Linked DNA regions of Rattus norvegicus: region 2 is linked to region 1. Evidence: chromatin contacts called from public Hi-C data. All regions are on one chromosome and are shown on one strand. Each heading gives the region's core, a stretch centred on a gene start, on an enhancer-like site or on the middle of the called end of the contact. The rest is flanking DNA. Distances are from core to core; before and after follow the strand shown.

Region 1 (5,919 bases), core at 1,425-3,924:
CTTCCAGAGGTCCTGAGTTCAAATCCCAGCAACCACATGGTGGCTCACAACCATCTGTAATGGGACCAATGCCCTCTTCTGGTGAAGACAGTGACAGTGTACTCATGGTAATACATTTAGTCTTTTAAAAAAAAAAAAACATACACTTTAGTCTTTTTAAAAAAAAAAATAACAGTCTTTAAAAGGCTGCTTAAAGCTGCTACAAAGAAACAATTTGTGGTTTGCAAAAATAAACACTTGTTTATTGAGCAGCTTTTCAACTCGATGAGTCTTACTTTCCGACAGAGAACCAAAGTTATTTGCTTTTCTAAGACAGTAGTTGCCAGAGTTTAGGATTTCACAGATTAGTAAAATTTCCAAGAAGATTTTAAGAAAGATCACAGTCTGCCGATTCTGTGCTGTCAAGTATGGACAAGGAGAAAATTTTACTTAACAACCATACACATCTAGGCCTATAAAAGTCAAACCAGGAACGCTAAGTGGGGGCTCAGGATGACAGCCGGCCGGCCATACTACTTCTGTAAATATGTCTTTTTAAATTAATGTTCTGGGCTGGAGAGCTGGCTCAATGGTTAAGAGCACTGGCTGCTCTTCCAGAGGTCCTGAGTTCAATTCCCACAGCAACCACATGGTGGCTCACAACCATCTGTAATGGGACCCGATGCCCTCTTCTGGTGCGTCTGAGGACAGCTACCGTGTGCTCATATGACTAAAATAATAAAAAAGTTACTACTATTGCACACCACAGTGCGTGTGAGGAGGCCAGAGAAAGGTTCCCTCCTCCCACCGTCACATGGCTGCCTGGGTAGGTAGAGAGCTTTAACTACTCAGATGCCTCCACAAGCCTGGAAAGGCAGAATTTTCCTACTGTGAAACCACTGGCTGCCTTTTCCTCAGAACCGGGTGCCATCCCTGGCTCACAGACATCTGTAACTCCAGTTTCAGGGCCCCCCGACACCTCTTCTGACCCTGAACACACAAGGTGCACAGACAGACCTGCAGGCAAGGCATCCGCTCACACAAAAGCAAACAAACCTTTTTATAAAAACAAGCGTGAACCGCCCCTGCTCTACCCCGCACTTATGCAGCCCTTCATTAACCCAGCCGAAACAGCCGGTAATGACACAAATCTGTACACAAACGAGGTGAAAGGAAACCTTTGAAGCCACAGGGGCTCCTCAAGAACCCTCCAGCTGCAAGGAAGCATCCAGAAATTCCACCCAGAGCACTCCGGGCCAAGCTCCAGATGTAAACTAGGAGGGCTCAAAAAGTAGAGATAAAGTGTGGCTATAAAATTCTTTAAGATTGGGCTGGAGAGATGGCTCAGAGGTTAAGAGCACGGTTTGCTCTCCCAGAGGCCATGAGTTCAATTCCCAGCAACCACATGGTGGCTCAAAACCACCGATAATGAGATCTGGTGCCCTCTTACATGCAGGTGGAACTCTGTGTACATAATAAATAAATCTTAAAAAATTTTTTTCTTTAAAATCCAGATCGCCCCCCCCCGCCCCAAAAAATAAAACTGCAAGACAACAAAGCCAGCCTAATATACACAGTTCCAAGGTTTTTCAAAAGGAATTGGATTATATACTCAGGAGTCATTTTACCTATGGATGCAACCAACCATTGTAAGAACTGGGGTTCCCAAAGGAGGAGCAGCAGCAGCAGCAGCACTTCCTGAACCCCACTCCTATTCGGGTGCACAGCCCCACCCCTAACCACCCCACCCCCCACCCCACCCCCTACACCTGGGGCTTGTCTCAAGTCACTGCATTAAGCAGCAGTGACCCCTTGTGGCCACAGGGGGCAGACTAACTGTCGAGCATCGCAGGAAATCCATGGCAACGCTTGCGCGGGAGCATTTGAACCGAGGGGAAGGGGTGGTCCAGACCTGCAGTCCCCGCACTTGGGGACCCTGCCTCAAGCAGATACCTAGCCTGTGCGAGATCGGGGTCGCGCCGAAGTGGCCCTTTCCCGGGGATGGCGGAAGCGGTGCCCCACGCGTGACCGAGGGGAGCTTCGCTCGGGCGGAGGGCTGGGGACACCGGGAGGTCAAGCCGGTCCGCAGTCCTCCGTGGCCCACGGGAGCTCGTGGCGCCGTCTGTACCCCGCGCCCCTGCGCGGACCCTGGGGTGAGGGCGGCCGTGCTCGAGCGACGGTTGAACCTACGCGATCGGTGCCCCTGGGCGCTGCTCGCGCTCTCCCGGGTGTTTCCCCCGCGGGATTCACGGGAGGCGCTCTCTGCCGCGCCGGGCTCCTTCCTGGCCGCCCTCTCCTTCAAGTCTGGCATCCTGGTGGTGGTGATGATGATGATGGTGGTGGTATCTAGGTGGGGACAAATGACAGGGGCTCGTCGGGGACAGAAGGACCAGCACTGGGGCAGGGAGGAAACTGAGGCAGCAGAGTTCGGCTGTCGTCTAACACCAGACGCCTCCCTCAGCCCGACGGACGCCCGGACGGACGCTACCCCCCACCTTTACCCCTCTCCGTCCTTCCCCACTCCCCCCTTGCCCCTCCACCTCTCCCTTCCCCACCCCTCCCTTTCCCCCTCCCCTTCCCCCTTCTCCCTAGGAGTCGCCTCTCCCATCCTCCGCCCTCCCCCTCCACTTTCTCCCTTTCCCCTCTCCACTCCTCTCTTTCCCCTTCGCTCACTTCCTTCTCTGCCCGCCCGCCCGCTCTGGCTGGCTGGGCGGCTCGGGCGCGGGTGTGCAAGGCGGAGCGGTGGGTGGTGTGGGCTCAACCACCTAGGAGGACGGAGCGGGGGCGGCGGGGCTGGGGAGCTGGGCGGAGCCACCGAGCCCCCACGTCGATGCTGTCACACACTCCACACCCCCACCCTGTGACCGGGGCAGGAGTGGGAACGCCCGGGGTTGCAAAACAAACCGCTTAGGTGTCCTGGCAACACGGGGCACATGCGCCTCTCCAGTATAAGACCCACCACGAACCACCTGCCGCTACTCAGGGCAAGACTGAGACGGGGCGGAGACGGTCATCCCTACTGATTCTAGGTGTCAGGACCTGGGGCTTAGGGGTAGCCTGCAGAGCACGCCCAGGGGTGCTGACCCTCCTGTCTCGGCCTGAGTGCTGGGGTCACAGGTGTGAGTCACCACCATGGGTTCCTACAGTGCTGGGGATGGAAGGGGCTTCAGATAGGCTGAGCCCCATCTCTCCAGCCCTCAGAATCTTTTTTTTTTTAAGATTTATTTATTATATATAAGTACACTGTCGCTGTCTTCAGACACACCAGAAGAGGGCATCGGATCCCCATTACAGATGGTTGTGAGCCACCATGTGGTTGCTGGGAATTGAACTCAGGACCTCAGGAAGAGCAGTTTGTGCTCTAACCACTGAGCCATCCCTCCAGCCCACCTCAAAAATCTTAAAAAGGATGAGGATGAGGCCTGGAGAGATAGTTCAGCCTTTAGGGACCACTGGTTTTCTTCCAGAGGACCAGGGTTCGATTCCCGGCACCAACATGGTGGATCACAGTCATCTGCAATTCCAGTTCCTCAGGACCAGACGCCCTCTTCATCCCTGCTGGGCAAGGCATGCGTGCGATGCATCTCCCGAACCCCTACATAAGTCTTTTAAATAGAATAGGTACCCGGACCCTGGATTTGGGGAGAGAACATGGTGTGTTCTCTCTCACATTCTTTCTCGCCTCTTCATTACTCTGAAGTCATCGGAAAATGTATGTAAATGCATCACGTGCATGCAGTACCCCAGGTGGTCAGAAGAGGGCGTGCGATCTCCCGCCATTGGAGTTACAAATGGTTGTAATGCCTGAATGCCGGTGGGTGCTGGAGGGGAAGCTTCGTTGTCAGGACACCTACGCGGTTTGTTTTCCAACCCCTGACTCTGGAAAAACCAGCATCCTAGCTACTCGGGAGGCTGAGGCAAGAGGACGGACTGGCCAAGGTCGGCTTGGATTACACAGTTCCGGAAAAGGTAAAGCAACTTAAATTTAAAAACAAAATAAGGCCAGACAATGGGTGCCGCTTAGTAATGAAACGTGGGCCACTGCAAGGTAGGACTTATTGAAAGGACTTAAGGCTGTAGCTTGGTTGGTAGCCCTGAATTCGGTTCTCAGCACTGCCTCAGCGCCGACCACCCAAACTATTTCCAACATACACTAAAAGCCTCCTTCCTCCCCCACCATTCTCCCTGGCATTTCCCTCTGGGTGGTCAACTGTGAAGTGGACAGAAGCTATGCAATGACGTCACAGTTTCCTGTCACATAAGGTATTCACACACACACACACAACACATACATTTTTTTTTCCAAGTTGTTTTTCATGATGGGTTTTCTCTGTGTAGCCCCAGCTATCCTGGAACTCACTCTGTAGACCAGGCTGGCCTCAAACTCCCAGAGATCTGCCTGCCTCTGCCTTGCCAAGTACTGGGATTAAAAGCATTTACCACCATCGCCTGGCCATCTGGGAATTTTAATGTCAAGAGAAAAAAAAGTGCTTGTTTTTAGATAATAGCCCATTTTCCTCCCGATAAAAACATCACTACTATAAAGATCTCCCCAGATGTCCGAATTCCCCTGGGAATTTATCTGTAATCATGAAATTGCTGGTCTTGATACTTAAATCCATGGGTCAGCAAAATGGACTAATGGGCCAAGAAGCAAGCTTCCATGCCCCGCTACCTGAGTTCAGTCCCCTGGACTCCTATCATGGAGGAGAGACCTGCCACAAGCGCGCGAGCGCGCGCGCGCGCACACACACACACACACACACACACACGTAATTAAAACTTTTAAGATCTGAATTCTTGGAGGGTTGTGAGGCAATATCAAAAGCGGGCATCCAGGGTGGGGGTGGGGCTGACACAAGAGGAGGGGAGCATTGGAGGTGGCCGAGGAAGGCTAAGGGAAGCATTTTCCCAGGGCCAGGCAAGGCGTAGGATCCTTATCTTTAATAGCTATCAGAAGCAACCAGGCAAAAGTTAGCGTTGAGGGCCTAGAGAAACGAGACATGGCCCCCTTCCTCTGGGTTGGTGGGGCAGGGGTCTTAGTTAATCACTGACTCACTGCTTAATGATTTACTGGGCGCTTTTACATTCCAGATGCATATGATCACCCAGAAAAGCGGGCGTCCTGCTGGACTGTCCCCACGTATGAGGCCAGGTGAGAGCGATTTCAAGGCGTTACCAAAAGGAGGGATGGGCAAGATCTTGACTAGATCACGGGCTTCTTATGAAGTCACACTGAGTCTGTCCACACATAAAGAGAACTGGCATACAGTGACCTGGTGAGAATGGGGGGGGGGGGCGGGGTCAGGGGCAGGGTGCAGGTCAGAGAAAAGGGTGGGTGTCCCAGGTCAAGTCTTTATCTGGGGTCCCAAGCACATAAGATTTCCTATAAGGCCCTTTGTCTGTGGAACCGAGTCTCTGGTTCTACCTGGCTTATCTTCTACCTCAGCCCATCTTTAAACTCTCCTAAAGGTGACTGGATTCTCCCTCCTTGCTAACCCAACACTTTAACCCTGTTACAGTGTACAAACCAAAGAGGCAGGCAAGGCATTTCCCCAACCAGCCTAAGGCGAGAAGGAAAAGTCCTGCTTGCCACGGCTGTCCAACCCCAAAGCTCACCCGACTGAGCTTCAGGCTGAACTCATGGCGCAGTCGCCTTGGCCTCAGACTCCCTGTTGGAGCCTCAGGTCTCCACCCCTGAGTGCCTGGGGCCGGCAGGGTGGGCGTCTCTTCACCAAAGTCGGACTTCACTTTCAGATACAGCGCCATCTGACTTTTTTTTTTTTTTTTTGGTTCTTTTTTTTCGGAGCTGGGGACTGAACCCAGGGCCTTGCGCTTCCTAGGCAAGCACTCTACCACTGAGCTAAATCCCCAACCCCACCATCTGACTTTTAACTTCTAGTCTTTTTATTTTTTTACGATTTATTTATTTTGTGCATG
Region 2 (5,919 bases), core at 1,765-4,264, 86 kb after region 1:
GTTTCACGGAGCCCAGGATGGCCTCGACACACGTGTAGTCAGAGGTGACTCTGAACCCGATCCTCCTGCCTTCACTTCTCAAGGGTTGCGGCTACAGGTGGCACACTCCCATGCCTAACTCTACCCTGCATTCCCTTGGCTGTGCCCAGAGACCGCCCTCAGTCTGTGGCTCAGTGAGAGGGAAAGAGAGGAAGGCTCTGAAACCTTCATCTGGTTGGACTGGCCCCTGCTCAACAGCGACTTTGACTGTAGAGAAGGGAAAGAAGTTTGAGCTCTTCGCAGCCCAGAGAACCGTCTCATATATTTGCGAGAATGTTTAACGTGAGACCTACCTACCAGACAGATTTGTAAATACATAGTCGTCTCTATAAGGTAGTCAGTTACCATGCTTAGCTCAGCTCCTCCCTCGAAGCCCAGTCCCTGGCTCTTATGCCTGCACCACTGGCAGTGTTTTCTGACTCCTCCCACAGATGTGGATGAATGCAGCATCAATAAGGGGGGCTGCCGCTTTGGCTGCATCAACACCCCAGGCAGCTATCAGTGTACCTGCCCGGCAGGCCAGGGCCGCCTCCACTGGAACGGAAAGGATTGCACAGGTGTGTGGCGCCCTCTGCTGGACAGACCTGGCAATGCTATTTCAGGGGAAGGTTGGGGTCTGGTGGGAAGGTGTGAGGGGAGAGGGGTGGGGGAACATAGCCAGCTGGGTTAGACAAGACATTTCTGGTTTAAAATGTGCCGTGTCTCCTTGGGCATGTAGACAGTCTTTTTCCGCATTAGCCGTCTGAGGGAGCAGGTAGACGAGGGATGTTCCACATTCTCAGACCTTGCTTCCCTTCCTAGAGCCAGTGAAGTGCCAGAGCAGTTCTGGAGCCTCAAAAGCCATGCTCAGCTGCAGTCGCTCGGGCAAGAAGGATACCTGTGCCCTGACCTGCCCCTCCCGCGCCCGGTTCTTACCAGGTATAGGGAGGGTGGGGCTTTGGGGAGAAGGGAGGGGAGACTGGCTGTTCGACAGTTCCTCTGTTCCCAGGGACAACTCCGACCACTGGGGGTTGAGGGGCGGGTCAGAGCTGTGATAGTCCCCTTCTCTCAGAGTCAGAGAACGGATTCACAGTGAGCTGCGGTACCCCGAGCCCTAAAGCTGCTGCAGGTCGAGCCATTCACCCGGGCAACAGCACCATCTCCAACTCCTGCCATGGTGAGCATCTACCCAGAAGCCCTCCCACTTCCTGGCCTGCCTTCCCTCTATTTCCTGTGTTACTCTGGCTTCGAAGCCTAGCTCCTTAGCCCTTCCATCAATGCCCTTGGCGTTCATGATCCTGCTTCAGCTAAACCTCATGGCTCAGCTTGCAGCCGCCCTCCCACAGCAGCCTCCCTAGCCCTGGCTGTGCTAACTTCTCTCACCCCTCTAGAGGCTGCAGTGCTGCCAGTCAAGCAGAGGGCCTCCTTCAAGATCAAGGACGCCAAATGTCGTCTGCATCTGCGAAACAAAGGCAAAGCGGAGGAGGCCAGCGGCAGAACCCCGGGGCCAGGTCTGAACCTTCCTCCCATGGCTTCCACCAAATCATACCCCCCCCCCCATCTCTTGGCCCCTCTGTCAGTGATTCATTCACCTGTGCCCTGAGCTGTGGGCAGAAATGGGAGAGGCCCAGGAGAGGTTGGAGCCCTGAGAGGTGGGCTCAGGGCTGACTGGAGTGGACGGAGGAATGAGAGCCAGGAGGGAGAATTCTGTCTACAGTAGGAGCTACAGTTTGGGGCTGACAAGGCCTCTGTTTCTAGGTGGTGCCTCCTGCTCTGACTGCCAGGTCACCTTTATCCATCTTAAGTGTGACTCTTCTCGGAAGGGCAAGGGCAGACGGGCCCGGACCCCTCCAGGCAAGGAGGTTACCCGACTCACCCTGGAATTAGAAGCTGAGGTCAGAGCAGAAGAAACGACAGGTAGGCCAAGGGACATTGTTGGGTGGAGGGCCAAAGAGGAGGGGACACAGCCTGGATCCAAGAGAGAGAGAAAAGCCAAGGGGAGGGAGCATCTGAACTCTGAGCCTGTGTAACAGGAAGTAGCAAGCTCCAGGGCTGCCCTGTCCGCTGCCCTCTGCTCTGAGCGCTCTTTCCTCGTCCATCCATCCATCCATCCATCACTAGCTGGCTGTGGGCTGACTTGCCTCCGACAGCGGATGGAACGAAGGCTGAAAGGGTCCCTGAAGATGCTCAGAAAGTCCATCAACCAGGACCGGTTCCTGCTGCGTCTGGCCGGCCTTGACTATGAGCTAGCCCACAAGCCAGGCCTGGCAGCTGGGGACCGAGCAGAGCTAGTGGAGGTCTGCCGACCCGGGCAGCACCGAGCAGGCACCAAGTGTGGTAAGGGAGCTGGCTGGGAGGCAAGGGGGTGGGAGTGGGGAAGCCCAGCTTGGCCCTGGCTCAGAGCAGAGCAGGACCCCTTGCCTCAGGTGAAGCTCTCAAAACATGAGGTAGCAAAGACCCTGTCCACGGGCCTCCTTTTCCCAGTCCTAGGCTGAAATCTAGGGTACCAGGCAGGGCCAGCAGTTCTCCTGCACACAGACTTGACGTCCCTATCTCTCCAAGCAGGATTCCGCTCGTTCCCTAATAGATCTCCCATGTCCAGAGGAGCGGGAAGGGGGGTCTTAGGCCTGGGTGGTGGGAGATGGGGGGTGGCTAGCGCGGCCGACTCTCCCTCAGTCAGCTGCCCGCAGGGAACGTATTACCACGGCCAGACGGAGCAGTGTGTGCCATGCCCAGCGGGCACCTTCCAGGAGAGGGAAGGGCAGCTCTCCTGCGACCTTTGCCCTGGGAGTGATGCCCACGGGCCTCTTGGAGCCACCAACGTCACCACGTGTGCAGGTGCCAGGGGAACAAACAACACAGAATGGGCGAGGGTGGGCACTGGGATGCCCATGGGCATGGGATTTCCCAAAGGGCAGGCCCAGGCTCCAGGCCAGTGTCCTAGTTGATGTCCTGTTTGTAAGCCTCTGCTCCCTAGGACTGGGTGATCCCATGGAGTGAGTCAGGGTCAACCCCATCAGAGCTGGGACCTTGCTTCACTGCAGGTCAGTGCCCACCTGGTCAACACTCAGGGGATGGATTTAAGCCCTGCCAGCCCTGCCCACGTGGCACCTATCAGCCCGAAGCAGGACGAACCCTGTGCTTCCCCTGTGGCGGAGGCCTCACTACCAAGCACGAGGGGGCAGTCTCCTTCCAGGACTGTGACACCAAAGGTGAGCAGGTTATATTTACTCCCGAGGGCCTCCCTGTCCCCAGCTGCCCTCCACAAATCTCCAAACCCCTCTGCAGGCCTGCGTCTGTTATCCGACCTTCTAACCCCCAAAAGGGGAGACCCAGCTGCCTGCCTAACTACTCCGTCTTGTTCTCAGAGCCAGCCCTGGGGATACAAAGCGACTAACCACCCCGACACCCCGTCCAGATTGGGTGGCCATTCCCTTCCGTCCCCTAATGGGCTCCTATATCAGACTGACACTGCTCATGGCCTGCAGGAAGAGGAGGGTGCTGTAGCCAGCCACTCTGGAAAGTCTCTTCCCTGGCCTTAGACCATGGCTGGGAATGGTAGGGACCCTAAGAAACTTGCGAGTCTTTGATGTCAGGATTCTCTGTGACAAATGCCTGCCTCTCTGTGGCCCAGATGCCTACTTTCCTACCATCTCAGCTTCTGCCCTCTCCCCTCTGGCCTGCAGTCCAGTGCTCCCCGGGCCACTACTACAACACTAGCATCCATCGCTGTATCCGCTGTGCTGTGGGCTCCTACCAGCCAGACTTCCGCCAGAACTTCTGCACCCGCTGCCCAGGAAATACAAGCACGGACTTCGATGGCTCTACCAGTGTGGCCCAGTGCAAGAGTACGCGGCCAGCGAGGCTGTGGGAAGTGGGGAGAGATCTTGGAACCATGTGCATGGAAAGGGGGGTGGTGGTAAAGCAGCAGAAGCAGGGTTGATGAGTGGGTGGGCCGCGGCCAGCTGTCAGGGTGAGGCCGGTAGCATCTTTTTAGATACCGGATGGGCAAGGAGGAGGGTGGACCCAGAACCCCGAAGAGCATGGTCCACCATCCGCATCCATCCTCCACCTTCCAGCTCTTCAGCCTGCTCAGCGTGGCTCCCCACTGACTCTCATCTCTCTCTTGCTCTCCCCACTGGGCTATGGCTGCAGATAGGCAGTGTGGCGGGGAGCTGGGTGAGTTCACTGGCTACATCGAGTCTCCCAACTACCCGGGTAACTACCCAGCTGGTGTGGAGTGCATCTGGAACATCAACCCCCCACCCAAGCGCAAGATCCTCATTGTGGTCCCTGAAATCTTCCTGCCGTCCGAGGACGAGTGTGGGGACGTCCTGGTCATGAGAAAGAACTGTGGGTGACTGCAGAGCTGGCTCGGGCATGGGCGGTTGGAATCTGGTTGGGAACCAACGAGAGCAAATAGGATAGGAGCCTTGGGGGACAGAAGCTAGCAGAGGACATGTGGGGCAGGTTTGGTGGGCTGCAGTGAAGAAGCCAGTCCTGGGGCTGGTTTGCCAGTGCTGCTGCCTGTCTAACCCTAGCCTCTCTGCTGTTCTCATCCTGTAAATGTCAATTTTAACACACATGTGGTTGTGCAGTAGTCAGCCTTGATGGTGGAAGTGGGTGTGCAGCCAGCTGTGTGTTTGTGGGGCGGGGGGAGCCTCTGTCAGAATGGCTCACAGCCTTACTACTCTTCTGACCTAATGTTTGCCTTGCCAGCCTCCCCATCCTCCATCACCACGTATGAGACCTGCCAGACATACGAGCGGCCCATCGCCTTCACCGCCCGGTCCAGGAAACTCTGGATCAACTTCAAGACCAGCGAGGCCAACAGCGCGCGTGGTTTTCAGATTCCCTATGTAACCTACGATGGTGAGCAAGGACAGGAGAGGTGGCGAGGTGGGCGGGACTTGCGAGGGAACCAGGAGACCACAGTTCCCAGCTCAGTCCCCAACCTTGTTGGCTTCACAGAGGACTATGAGCAGCTGGTGGAAGATATAGTGCGGGATGGCCGGCTGTACGCCTCTGAGAACCACCAGGAGATCCTAAAGGCAAGTGATATCACTGCGGTGCTGGCGTAAACGGGCGAGCACCAGTGTGCAGGCAAAGCACTAAGTATAGCATGCCTTGCCCCTGGCTCTGTGAGGTATGCACTTTCTTCATCCCCAGCTCACAGAGCCAGTGTCAGCATGCTGCATCACCCTGAGGGGAGGGCAGGAGATGCCCGTCCATCGAGAGACGCAGAGAAGGTAAACTGCACAATGATGTGTTGTTTACTTCTTGGAGACAGAGTCTTTTTTTTTTTTTTTTTCTTTTTTTTTTCGGGGCTGGGGACCGAACCCAGGGCCTTGCGCTCGATAGACAAGCGCTCTACCACTGAGCTAAATCCCCAACCCCTTGGAGACGGAGTCTTAAGAGTCCAGGCTGGCCTTGAACTCCAGGTTCCTCTGCTTCCAGCTAAGTGCCAGGTGGGATCACGGGCCCAGAGGAAAAGAAATATTTCTAACGTGGAGGAACAAACACTACCGTGGGTCTGTGGGTCTCACCTGCCGTGGTGTTACTTACCTTTGATCCCAGCACTCAGGAGGCATAGGTGGATGGGTCTCCAAGTGTAAGGCCAGCCTGGTCTACCTGTGGAGTTCTAGGACAGCCAGGGCTGCACACTAAGACCCTTCAACTGTTATTTTTTACTTTGCTATTTTTAATGATAGCTATTTGTATGACTGTGTATATGTGAGCACAGAGGGGTCAGAGGGGTCAGGTCCCCCTGGGGATGGCGTTGAACCCATGTGAGCCACCTAGTATGGCTGCTGGGAACTAAACCCACATCTTTGCAAGGACAGTATATGCTCTTAACCTCTGAGCTGGCTCTCCAGCCCCAAGCCATTATTTCAAACCAAG

The links. A called contact is a pair of places that touch in the nucleus more often than the background predicts.
Region 2: a Hi-C map of hepatocytes shows a contact between it and region 1, with 3 times the contacts expected there. The contact joins the enhancer-like site here to the promoter of Tcp11 in region 1. A contact is called at or near these places in 10 of 12 Hi-C or Micro-C datasets (the A7r5 cell line, the Rat2 cell line, Schwann cells and 5 more) and 1 of 1 datasets of contacts at active chromatin or transcription factors (oligodendrocytes).

What each region holds. Positions count from the first base shown.
Region 1 is chr20:6,134,971-6,140,889 of GRCr8, forward strand. It overlaps Tcp11 (t-complex 11), which reads right to left and starts at 2,675. Exons shown (of 10, transcript NM_001007695.1): 1 at 2,653-2,675; 2 at 1,933-2,325. The coding sequence starts at 2,290. It overlaps LOC102552617 (a long non-coding RNA gene), which reads left to right and starts at 2,798. Exons shown (of 4, transcript XR_005497540.2): 1 at 2,798-3,096; 2 at 3,447-3,948; 3 at 5,074-5,134.
Region 2 is chr20:6,221,122-6,227,040 of GRCr8, forward strand. Scube3 (signal peptide, CUB domain and EGF like domain containing 3) reads left to right here. Exons shown (of 22, transcript NM_001271362.2): 10 at 471-596; 11 at 841-957; 12 at 1,091-1,195; 13 at 1,410-1,529; 14 at 1,777-1,935; 15 at 2,140-2,355; 16 at 2,695-2,856; 17 at 3,063-3,230; 18 at 3,705-3,866; 19 at 4,174-4,371; 20 at 4,738-4,890; 21 at 4,990-5,069. All of the region lies in intron 1 of LOC108349039 (a long non-coding RNA gene), which reads right to left. Among named protein-coding and RNA genes, the nearest start is that of Zfp523, 21 kb to the right of the region's middle. Within about 2 kb of position 3,015, at least 2 of the 93 cell types and tissues checked have an H3K27ac peak or open chromatin away from gene starts, as enhancers often do. A contact at or near this core is called in hepatocytes and liver, where this site is marked.